Regions from separate parts of the Triticum aestivum genome. Here region 2 is linked to region 1. The links are chromatin contacts, called in public Hi-C maps. All regions are on one chromosome and are shown on one strand. The core of a region is the stretch at or near the end of the contact, and the rest is flanking DNA. Distances in the headings are between cores, read along the strand shown. Region 1 holds the start of LOC123148202. Region 2 holds the start of LOC123153477 (receptor kinase-like protein Xa21).

What was found. A called contact is a pair of places that touch in the nucleus more often than the background predicts.
Region 2: a Hi-C map of leaf shows a contact between it and region 1, with 5 times the contacts expected there. The contact joins the promoter of LOC123153477 here to the promoter of LOC123148202 in region 1. A contact is called at or near these places in 4 of 5 Hi-C or Micro-C datasets (leaf and root) and 1 of 1 datasets of contacts at active chromatin or transcription factors (leaf).

What each region holds. Positions count from the first base shown.
Region 1 is chr7A:557,158,521-557,164,942 of IWGSC CS RefSeq v2.1, reverse strand. LOC123148202 reads right to left here and starts at 5,143. Exons shown (of 2, transcript XM_044567567.1): 1 at 4,260-5,143; 2 at 3,705-4,173. The coding sequence starts at 4,987. The coding sequence ends at 4,038. LOC123148201 (protein WVD2-like 5) reads left to right here. Exons shown (of 8, transcript XM_044567564.1): 2 at 1-101; 3 at 199-381; 4 at 545-606; 5 at 1,294-1,447; 6 at 1,530-1,601; 7 at 1,703-1,813; 8 at 2,965-3,587. The coding sequence ends at 3,303.
Region 2 is chr7A:557,290,737-557,296,429 of IWGSC CS RefSeq v2.1, reverse strand. It overlaps LOC123153477 (receptor kinase-like protein Xa21), which reads right to left and starts at 1,861. Exons shown (of 2, transcript XM_044572583.1): 1 at 1-1,861. The coding sequence starts at 1,861.

The DNA of each region.
Region 1 (6,422 bases), core at 3,894-6,393:
GTGAGGTGATCAATCCACCTGAAGAGGTGGGTGGGGAAGCCACCTCGCCATCGGAGGACATAAAATCGCAACCGGAGGACATACAGGCCAGGGTTCCCAAGGTGAGAGCCTGCCATGTTGGTACATTGTCCTTGCTGAGATCTCACATAGATGGTTTGGTGATAATTTTGTGCTTTCTGCCATTTTCATGTGTTCTAGGGAAGCCAGAGCCGTTCCCCTAAGGTTACCAAATCACAGCGCCAGAGCCCGCGGAGCGGCGATAAGAGTCAAGCTAAGAAAAACACTCCGAGTTCTTTGTCCACGAAGGCACCTATTGCACGAGTTTCTGATCCAGATTTAGTTGATAGCTCTTCAAGCAATGGTGATGCTGATGTTAAGAAAGTAAGTTCATTTTTCAGTTCAATTCCCCTATTACTTCTTGGATATTGCACACACATTTTTATAGTGCTGAAATGCAAAACTCTTTGTTGTCCAATATGAGGATGCAAGGGTATGTCTAATGCATTTTGATCTTACTAGAATTGATTGGTCTGTTTTGATTCAGAAGGCGGAGAAGAGCAATTCTCGACCAGTTGCTAAGGAGAGCTTGTCGCTGGAGGATTCAAAGTACGTTGTTTGTTTGTTCTTGTGTGTATATTGTCTCCTTAGTTGTATCTGTTTTATGGATTTAACATCCGCAATCTCTGTGCCCAATTATGGTAGGCTGCACTTTTTGTAAACTGATTAATATGAGTGAAAACAAGTCTCTATTTATGGTACAGCTGGGACAGCTAGTTTTTGTAGTAGCACGAGTTAGTAAGGAAAATGGTTTTTGCATACCATAAAGGGTCTGATACTAAAACTATGCGAAAGCCGAAAAGGATTGCATTCATACTTAGTGTCCTTCTATTTGTTAGGTTACTTTTTGTTTGCTGCTGTGCTACCAAATTTTTTAGAAGTGATTCTTGTTGCCATATTGAGAAGTGTCGTCTCAATACATTTTGCATCTATAAAACCTGAAGCACTCACTGCATACTCAATTGGATACTGTCATCTTTAGCCTTTGGATGAGTCTAGCTATATACTTACTCTCCTAATGCACTTGGATATAACCACCCTCTAAATGCATCCTCCATCTGTGAAGCCTTAAACTGTTAAACTCCTTTCTGTATTGTCAACTTTAGCATGTGCACAAGTCTAGCTAATTCCTTTACTTTAAAACTTACTTTTTTCCGTAAACCCTTGTACTACTTACCTATTGCATTTACATTATTAAAATAGTTTCTTACAGTCATATTCTCCATTCAAATACAGGGAGAAGAGGAAAACTCAGAAAGCATCTAACCAACGTGTTGTAAAAAATGATGAAGAATCTAATTGTGAAAGAGTAAAACCTCAGAAGGTTGGCAGCACCCCTTCATATGGGTTTGCATTCAAATGCAATGAGAGAGCTGAAAAGAGAAGGGAGGTAAGTTGTTCTTACATAACTTTTACAACTTGTCTTTTTTTTTAATCTCATGCCTTTGCTTACCCATTTTGCAATCAAGTAGTTCTACTCGAAGCTCGAGGAGAAGATCCATGCACAGGAATTGGAGAAAAACAACATGCAGGCAAAATCAAAGGTCCGCATTCTTATTTGTCATTTCCTCAAAATAAATCCATGATTTTTTGTATGGTCCATTGTAATAGTGTTAGCTTTATTTGTTTGTTTATCACCGTGCAGGAAATGGAAGAAGCTGAACTCAGGCAGCTACGGAAAAGTTTGAATTTCAAGGCAGCACCGATGCCCAGCTTTTATAAGGAACCACCAGCTCCCAAGATTGAGTTGAAGAAGGTAACCGTCTTGACCCCTGCTCAGGGAGAGCTTCCTCCTTCCATTCTGTCAAGTGAATTAAGAACTGAATCGGTCGCAACCAGCCTTGTAGACCTTATTAATATATTTGCAACCTGTATAACTGTGAAAGCAGGGAACTCCTGAATGCAAACTTTTCTTTGTTGTCTTGTGGAAACTTAAGTCTTGCTACAATACCTTCATATATAACCAAAGAATACTGTAATTGTTTTTTTAATCAATACTTGGATTACATAAGAACAGCTTCTGCATTCTTCTAGTAAGATCTAAAACTACACTTACTACACCTAAATTGTGATTCCAGTAGTGCTGCCTTGCTGGTAGCTTCATGTATACATGTCATGATGGTAAAGCCACAAAAGACAGCCGGGAGCATGGCTGGGTTGCATGGCTAATCAGGGAGAGGGTTAGACGAAGTGGACATGATATATACTTCCTGCTTAATGAAAATAGATGCACCAAGGTGCTGGCCCTAACAACCGAATCGAAAGAAATGTCATATCCAAGGAAATATCTTATCTCTAATTGGCTGAAGGCTGAAGCTAAGGGTTATCTTATCTCTAAATGATACTATTCCCAACTAAAAGATAAAATGTATTATCCCTAGCACATGGGTGACCAACCCACATCACATACAGCTGTCACATGGTTATGCATGACTACTTCGTTCAAGAATTCTGGAGAACGTTCTATTTGCAGCCAATTTTTTCACGCCGAAAGCATTATTTTCTGTAGCTAGTGCAGTTGTACTGTAGGTGATGGTTACTTCATCAGCTGTTTAGGAGATTCCATTTCTTGTAGATATTATGCAAGTTTCTTTTGGGTGTTTAATTACTAAAATGAAAATCTCCATCACCACATGGTCCATGTCTCTTGCCACTATATTTGAGTAAATCTGAAACTCAGTTATTTGATTTACCTCTTTGATGAGTTTGTGCAAGTTGACCATCCCTAATTATTATGGAGTTAACTGTTAACAGTATTTAAAAAATGGACCATTAGTTTTCCTGGTAGACAGGTGGTTCAAGTTTCTACCATGATTTGCACTAGCAATTTTAACTCGCAACATGTAATGCTTATTGGTGTGTCCTAGCTTCTGAAGAATACTACTTATCCACTGCTATTCATCGTAGGTCCCTACCACCAGACCTCGATCACCAAAGCTTGGTCGCTCAAAGAACACAACTTCAGCAGGCACAGCAGTAAGTACCAATCCTTCAAGCCGTCCAGTTCGTCTGAGCCTCGACCAAAGGGCCTCCCAAAACAGCCCCAAGGCAGCACCTGCTCCGAAGAAGTCCCAACGGAAATCTCTCCCCAAATTGCCGTCAGAGCAGACAGGTTCTGTTGACATTGCAACTTCGATATCTTCTGCAGAACAGCTAGAAATTAGCAAGTCAACTGCAACTGCAGATCCCATCCGGACGCCAATCCGTGCTCAAGTTACTCCAGACGACCATGTGCTCAACGCATAGAAAACAGTCTTGAGTCCAGTCTTTCGGAAAGCTGAGAGTCATGCCTCAGCCTCCCATGTCTGCATTTTTGTCATTTGGGTAGTAAACTTGTGGCTGGTATCATGTGCTTGAATTAGTGTGATCACCTGGAGTTTGAAGCATGGCAAGCAGCCAATGTACTGTTTATCTTCTCAGTTTGTGTTGTTTTTCAAACAGTACAAGGGAGTGGTGTTATTTGTAGTTAGTAACATTTGCATATGACTACCTTGTATTTCCAAGCCGCGAGACTTCTTTTTCCTGCATGAGTTTTCCCTTTTCTTCTTTTACTGCAAAATTTGTGCCAATTTTGCTATGAACTTGGTGCATTCAGTGTAATTTTGTGTTCTGTTCCTACATGGAAGATGGATCTGCTTCTGCTGAACTGCTGGGGCAATCGGTTCTGGCATTTACTGTAATTCACAAGTGGTACATACACCACGTACACCATGTTATCAGGAACATTCTACATGTACAGGCACAGCAAAACCTTATTAGGCTACATATTTATCCTGCAGTGCTGCAGATCCTACCAACCTTAGAAGCGTACTGCTCACACAGGTAGCCGGACTTGGTTTATTCAGTTTACAAGCTGCCGCGTCCCGGCCGGCGACGGCGGTGGCGGCCTCCCTCAGAGGCCGCTGTGATCGTGGCATGTCGCTCTTCCTTGCAGAGTTCCAGATGTAGTTTGTTTACTGGTAGTGAGATTGATTCTTCGTCTAAGAAGCCGCTCTGATGGAGGATGGCTGCGCTGCCCCATAGAACGGCGGCGACCCCGCCGGAGGCTGCCCGTCGTTGAGACCGTCTTCCTCCTCGGCGTCCCACAGGAACCCGGCGTAGGATCCCAGGACATAGCTGCAAGAGAAGCACAGCGAGAAACTGTCACGCATGCCAAGCAAGGAAGCAGCGAAGTGGCGCGCTGAGTTGTTTGGCTGACTGACCAGTCGTCGGGCGCGGCCTGGACGGCGCGGCTGTAGTAAGCGTCGGCGCGCTCAGCGTCGCGGCTGGTCTCCCAGACGAGGCCCGCGTACATCGCCAGGGCGTCGCCGTCGCCGGGGTTGGCGACGATGGCGCGCTCGCAGTACTCCTGCGCCCTCGCCGCGTCCCCCTGCACCTCCTTGAGGAACCTGGCGTAGTTCCCCAGCGGCAGCGAGTTGCCCGGGTTGGCCCTGATCATCCGCCGGTAGTGCGCGTCGGTGGCGCCGCGGTCACCTCCGTCGCCGTCGCCGTCCCCGTCTCCTCCGCGGCCGCCCTGCCAGCCGCCGCACACCCTCCCGCGCCCGCCGCCTCCCCCGACGCCCTCGAGGAGCGCCAGGGCTCCGCCGGCGCCGGCCTCCTGTTCCTCCCCCGCGGCGTCCAGCCCCGTGCTCGTCAGCAGCCGGCGCAGCGGCACGGCCGCCACCCCGACCGCGACCACGTCCTCGTCCTCCTGCTGCGCCTCCTCCTCGTCCAACTCCTCGAGGAAGGCGGAGGCGGCCGGGAGCTGCACCGGCGCCAGCAGATCGGCCTCGGACAATGCGCGGCACAGCGCCCCCTGCTGCCTCGGCCCGTGATGCCCCGCCGGCGACGCCACCGCGAGGTGCCCGTGGCCCAGTACATGCTCCACCGCCGCGGCCGCCGGCACGCGCGCCGCGTTGAGCAGCGGCGAGGACGCGCTCCGCAGCAGCATCACGGGCACCCGCGGTCTACCCTCAGTCCCTCACCCTCACCCCAGAGAGAGAGAGAGAGAGAGAGAGAGAGAGAGAGAAATATCTCAGGCGGACTGGCAGCGTACGGGCAAGCGCGTCGCGTCACTCACTGAGTCACTGACTGACACTGCGGGCACGGCTGGCGCGAGATATATATCCGGCGAGCAGGGCCGATGAGGCACGTGATGAACGCCGACGTGTGGGGCCTCGACTGGGCGCGGCGGGCCCGTGGTGGTTGCGGCCGCAGCGGGGGCGGGCCCGGGTAGGAAGAGGGGTCGGGGGCGACGGACGGACGGTATGAGCTCCGGGCTAGGCGACACAGCGCGGGGTGGTGGGCGAGCGCGACGGCCCACGGCGTAACCCGCGGCTGGCTCTTCCGGTGACTCGGTCTGTGGGCAGCCATTACCCTGGGGCGTCCAGCGCTCTCCAGCTTGGCTTTGCGGGGTGAAAGTGAAACCGAGTAGCGTGCGGACGGCAGGAGAGCAGCGGTTATATGTGGCGCGAAGGAACGGAGCGGTTGGTTATCATCGGCAAGGGAAGATCCAACCCAATGGTTCTGGGGCGCAAAATCTTCCCTTGGAGTGTAGGGGCGGCCTGATGGGTTGCGTACCCCTCCGTGTGTGACGGACGGACGGTGGTGCCGTGCCGTTGTTGCGTCTCTCCGTGTACTACGCCAGGCCAGATACCGTTGTATGGATTGTCCATTCATGACTTGCTTGAAATCATGCTAAGCCGTACGAATGAATGGGCAATCGGGCATTCAACAATAATCGTTCTCCAAATCAGTTCGTATATAAGCTACAAACTAGAAATGCATCTCATTAGAAGTGCACACCTCTAATGAATACTGCAGCTTTAGGCTCAATGACGCCCCATTTTCACGCTCTCAAAAAATAAGTAGAGTACAATTCAAACCTGAATGAAAATATATTATCACAACATCTTGATTCGAAACTTAAGAATTCAAGTACACACACTTGAACTACATATCAAATTTAATGTTTTCCAGACTTAATCGTTCAAATTCGAACACAACATATGGTTCAAATGAAATAACAATCCAAAAGAAAACATGATAAAAACGTAAGAATCAAGTGCTATGAAGTGGCCAACGGTGCTCAATAAGATTTTCATGGAGCTGGTTGTATGCTTCTAGGTTCTTGATCCTTCAATGTGCTTGGAGGAATGCTTGGATCATGTTTGCATGACGTTCAGGCTCCGCCATGACACCATTGTAGACGCCGCAAGTTCTCCGTGTCATCTCTCTCGACCTCTATGATCATGTTGTGCAAGATCACATATGTTGTCACGACCTGTCAAAGGCTTTTAGGCTTCAAACTCAACATGGCCATGGATAAATGCAAAGCGTTTTTTAAGCACACCAAAAGCTCTCTCAACATCCTTCCTAGTAGATTC
Region 2 (5,693 bases), core at 612-3,111, 130 kb before region 1:
TAAGATTGTTGAATGTGGGAGGGATCGATCCTGATAGGTCATTCATTCCTAGGTTTAACAAATTTAGTCTCTTCAACTTGCCAAGAGAGGTTGGAATAGTACCCTTTAAATGGTTACTATCTAGAAAAAGTGCGCGCAGATTGCTCAAGTTCGCCACTACTTCAGGAATCTTCCCCGTTATGCTGTTATCTTGCATGTTAAGAAACTCTAGATTTGTGGAGACGGTGCCTACCGAACTTGGTATTTCACCTTCAAGCATATTACCACCTAAATCCAACACTTGCAAATTACTGCAATTGCTTAGGCTGGACACGAAACCCCAGTCGGCATCTTGTGTTGCTCGAATATGGTTTTCGGCAATGGTTAATACGGACAAGCTCCTCAAGCGAATTCCTAGGCAACTGGGAATTGTTCCTGTTAGGGAGTTATGAAGGAGCTGGATCATTTGAATCATAGAGGCATTGCACAAAGAGGGAGGAATAGAACCGTGGAATTGATTATAAGCTGCAAGGAAGACCTGTAGGCCTGGAAGGTTGTTTCCCATGTCGAATGGAAAAGACCCATTGAGGTTATAATTGCTTTGTACATTGATAACTTGGAGGTAGGAAAGATTGAATAGCAAAGGAGGCAATGGCCCTTCTAATTCATTGTTTTCGAGGCCAATTTCAGCGAGGGAGTGTAGGTTTCCAATGGAGTGGGGTATGGGACCTGTAAGATTATTGAATGACAGATAAAGGAGTTCAAGCAAGTTGAGGTTCCCTATTGATGCTGGAATTTGGCCAGTTAGATGGTTTCGGCTAAGAGATATGGCAGAGAGTGATGTGAGGTTCTCTAACCCAGGTGGGATGCATCCTGTCAGGCCATTGTTTCCTAAATTGAGTACCGAGAGATATGAAAGATTATGTAATGCTGGAATACTTCCTGTAAGGTTATTTGTGGCCAGGCTAAGAAAGCCCAGCACCGAGAGATTTCCTACTGAACTTGGAATAGAACCAGACAGTTGATTTGAATTCAGAGAAAGTGTGTCTAGTTTGACAAGGTTACCTATGCCAGGGGGTATTTCTCCTGTTAGCTTATTGTTTGAAATGTCCACATACTCCAGGTTCACAAGGTTGCTGATCTCCGCAGGGATGGTTCCTCCAAGCTGGTTGTGGCCTAGATCGAGTACCACAAGATTGTGCAAGGAGCCAAGCTCATGCGGTATCTCCCCTTGGAGCTCGTTCCGGCCGAGCTCGAGTAAACCCAGGTTGGGCAAGGCTGCAAGCTCCCGGGGTATCTTCCCTTTCAGCCTGTTGTATCCAAGGCTGATACTGTCGAGCTGCCGGCACCGCGAAAGCGACGGCGGAATAGCGCCGTCCAGAGAGTTGTCCGACAGGTTGAGCCGCTTCAGGTACCGCAGGTGGCCAAGAGCTGATGGCACGGCGCCATTCAAGCGGTTACCGGCTAGGCGGAGCCTCCTCAGGAATGTAAGGTTGGCCACCGAGGCGGAGACTGCGCCTAGAAGGTTGAGGTCGCCGAGGTCCAGCGCCACAACCCGGCCACGGCGGCGTCCCCGCCTGCCGCACGCCACGCCGTGCCATTGGCACATGGGCGTGGACCGGTTGCCCCATGACCCCAGAGCTTGCAAGGGGTCGTCCCTTATGAGCGCCTTGAAGGACAGAAGAGCAGAGTGGTCGCTGGAATTACTTGCGGCGGTTCCGGCGTGTGGAATGTGTGCTGACCCCGTGCTAGCAGCGAGTGCGAGGAGCAAAGAAACTAGCACGGGGAGCCCTGCGCCTACTATGTTTCTACCAAAGGCTGGCTGCTTTTGCTCACTTCTTTCTGGTTCTGGTAGACACAAGTGCGCTTTCCTGCTTTGCATTGTTATATATAATGGATTGAGCATGGCAAGTTGCTCAATAATTCATGGCTCAGTGAACTTAATTATCTGTTTTCAAGTTGCTGACAAATGGGGTCAACAGAGTACTCAAGTGCATGACTTGTGAGCCAGCATGACTCGTCAGTGCTCTGGTCAACGCAGGACTTGCGAGTCATCCATGGTTGATTTATGCATTGTTGCCTTGTGCAATTGAGAATCTGCCGACAGCGGCAGGAGTGCTGCCATTCCACTATAAGAAGAAATATAGTACTAGCTATGTATTGTATGCCAGAAGAGAAGAATTAACTAAGCATGTTCTCGATGACTTGACTTTAATTAACTGATTAGTTGTATCCCAAGTTGACTACCAAATCTTATGCTGCGTGCAGCCTCTTCAGACTCGCAAGGTTGCCGATCTCCAGTGGGCTTGTTATGGCCTAGATTGTTTACCTTGAGACTGTACTGTACATGGATGGAGTCTGAGTGGATGGAGACTATGGAGTTAACGGAGCTAAATGAAACATCATGGTGTGCCAGGTTAAGGGAGTAAACTCTCTTTGTCTCTTTGCCAAATTCTCGGCCGACATATTGCGGCTCGCCTGCGTTTATATTGGTATATGTGATTATCCTGGTGCTGTTGCATCCGTGTCACTGTCGCGCTGTGTGAAAGGATACATTGTCTCTCGTAAGAAATCCAGTGCTCCTCCAGCTGTTTTAGACTTTGTGCTCCTCTGAAGATTCCTCTCTTGTTGTCGTTGCTGGGGACACTACTTAGCTCAGAGGCGAGAGGTGTCTGCTAAAACATACTGCTATTTGCATGTGAAGAATCTGAACTAGTGATGCGTTTATTTTCTCTGCCGTATTGTCTCTCAGTCAACATTGAGGAGCTGGAAGCTGTTCTGCCGAAAAATGGAAGGAGCCACCATTGTTGAAATGGCCGGTCTTGTCAGGTGTTTTGATAATTGAGAAGTCGCTTTCGAGCTTTCTGCTCAAGTGTTGAATGAGGTCGTCGAGTGGAGGCAAGCCGGTGTTGGTGTTGGTGGTTTGCAATGATTTGTGAGAAGTTAGCCTAGGCGTTTCTTCAGGTGTTGGTGTATTGAGTGGGACTCTTGTCTATCCGAATGTTCGCATTTGTAGTAGACTGGTAAATATTTTCTATTTTCTATAAAATATGGTAATGCTTTTGGTGTACTCTCGAAAAAAAAAAGTTGCCGTCGGAGGAAGAAGGATAGTGGTACCATTTCCTTTTTTATCCATGATGAGGCTGGCAATGACTATCACGTATGATTGGAATTATTCGGCTTTATCATATTTGTTATATCCAATAATTCCTAGGAAAATCTCATAGTCCCATGTGACACGTTCATACATAACAAGGAAGATGCAGAAATATTTTGTGCTAGTGGAAAACAAAACTGAATGGTTGTGAATGTTCCATTCATCTCTCATTGATGACACTAATGTTTCGGTTTCGTTGTTCCATTAGTATTGTGGTTCCGTTTCCTTCATTCCGTGCATGCTGTCATGCAAGAAAGAAGTCGGAAACCTTTTACACTAGTGGGAAATGAAACTGAACGTTGTGAATATTTTCATTCATCTCCCTATTGATGCCATTATATTCCATCATCTTTCCATTAGTGTTTTGGTTTCGCTTCCACTTCTTGAAGTCTATAAGAGAGGTCACTCCTCTTCTCCATATATGCTACTTCAACTCCTACCTTCGGTTTCAAGCTTTGCGCCGCCTATCGATTTCTCATCTCGCTTCTCAGCACCGGGAAGTGAGAAAGTAGGCATCAAAAACTCCGACTCTTGTGATCTGCTACGGAATAGGGGTGATCAGGTTTTTGGAGAGCGCTTTTGCGCCACTGCTGGATCCTTGTTCATCGTAACAACAAACAGTGACATCCTTGACAACGAGTTTCCCAACGACGACTACTTCCCTGACGTTGACCAGCTCCTTGGCGACATGACAAACGGCAAACCTGCATCCTCTTTCATTGCTTTGTATGCCATCTTATCCTCACTTTTAAGATTAGCATTTGCTTTACTGCTAGTAGGAGTCATATGGATATGATCTTGTTTCTTATCATCTCAATTGCATGACTGGTTTCAAAAATTGGTTGCTTGTTTTGGTTATCATCGCTATTATGGTATTCATATTTTATCCACTGTTTTTATGGATTAAACTTATTGGAAAAATCTTGAAATATTCAACAGTCCAAAAACCTGAAATGTGTAGGCAATTTCTCCAATTGCATTTGTTCTGATTTCCAAGCCTCCTATGTCTGAGGGTGTGAAGATAAGAGGTGGCGTGCAAGGGCAATTCTCTAGCTTACCACCATGATCTGTTTTCATGCCTATAAGGACAAGTCAGGGCAGAAAAAGGAAGGCGTTAAGAGACCCTCCTGGCCCAACCCTAGACACTCTAAGATCCTTTTTCAAACCAGTTCTGCTCCCATTTAAGGAGAGGGAGAGCTTACTACTGAACAAGACCAAACTTTCCAGACTATAGACATCCTCTTAGAGGTGTTCTGAGTGTTCTTGGCTACAAGATGTTCGATCCTTTCGTTATCATCATGGTCGGTAAGGATATGTGGGATGTGTTTGAGGCCAATTTTGCGGTCTTGGATGCAGTAAGTGAGTTGTATGTCATAGAGCAATATCATGACTACAAGATGACTGATGACCGCTTCGTGGTTAAGCAGACTCATGAGATTCGGTCGCTCACTAAGGAAGTTGAGCATTTCGATTGTGTATTGCCGAACAAATTTATTGCCTGAGGCATCATTGCCAAACTTTCTTCTTCGTGGAGGAATTTTATTATCTTGCTGAAGCACAAGAGACAAGAGTTTACTATTGTTAATGTTGTTGGCACTCTTGATGTGGAAGACGAATGCGAGGGCGAAAGACACATGTGCTCGTTTTCATGAGGGAAACTATAGTGCCAACTTGGTACAGAAGAAGAATTTCCAACTCTAGAAATTCAAAAATAAGAACTATGCAGGCAAATTAAAGTTTGAAGACAAGAAGAAAGTCCAACAGTCCGCCAATTTCAAGAATAAGTAGGAGACATATAAGAATAAAGGATAATGTCATGTATGAGGTGGAGAACATCATTGGGTTTCATCCTGCAAGGACCGTCGGGACGTGCGTCAGAATGAGAACATGGGCAAGACCGCTAATGTTGTTATTGACGATGTTGAGATGAAAGATGTCGGGTATGGTATTTTTTCTACCGTTCCTTTAGTATGCCATTCTCCTAATTGGTGAATTGACACCGGTGCAAATATACATGTGTGTTATGATATCAACATGTTTTCTTATCAGGTCGCAAGAACTCAGCCGTGTTGATGAAATCAAGTCACATGCTTTTGTGCATGTTGTTGGTACGGTTGATCCGAAGGTTTACTTTTGGAGAGATTGTGCGCTAAAGAACGTGCAACATGTCCCTTATATAAATAAAAATCTTGTTAGTGACTCTCATTTGTGTCGATATGGCTATAAGTTGGTATTTTAGTCCTATAAGCTTGTAGTGTTAAGTGTGGACAATTTATTGGAACAAGCCTTTTTCAATAAATTGTCCACACTTAGACACTACAACCTTATTGGACTCAAATACCAACTTATAGCCATCTCGACACAAATGAGAGCCACAAACAAGATTTTTATTTAGAGAAGGGTCATGTTGCACGTTCTTTAGCCGCATGATCTTTTTCAAAGAAAATTTCAGATCAATCATGCCAACACCATGAACAAACGCATTTGATCCGTTCCCATTAACGCTGATGTAGTTCTTGAGATGCGATAAGAAAAAAACATGTTGATATCATAACAC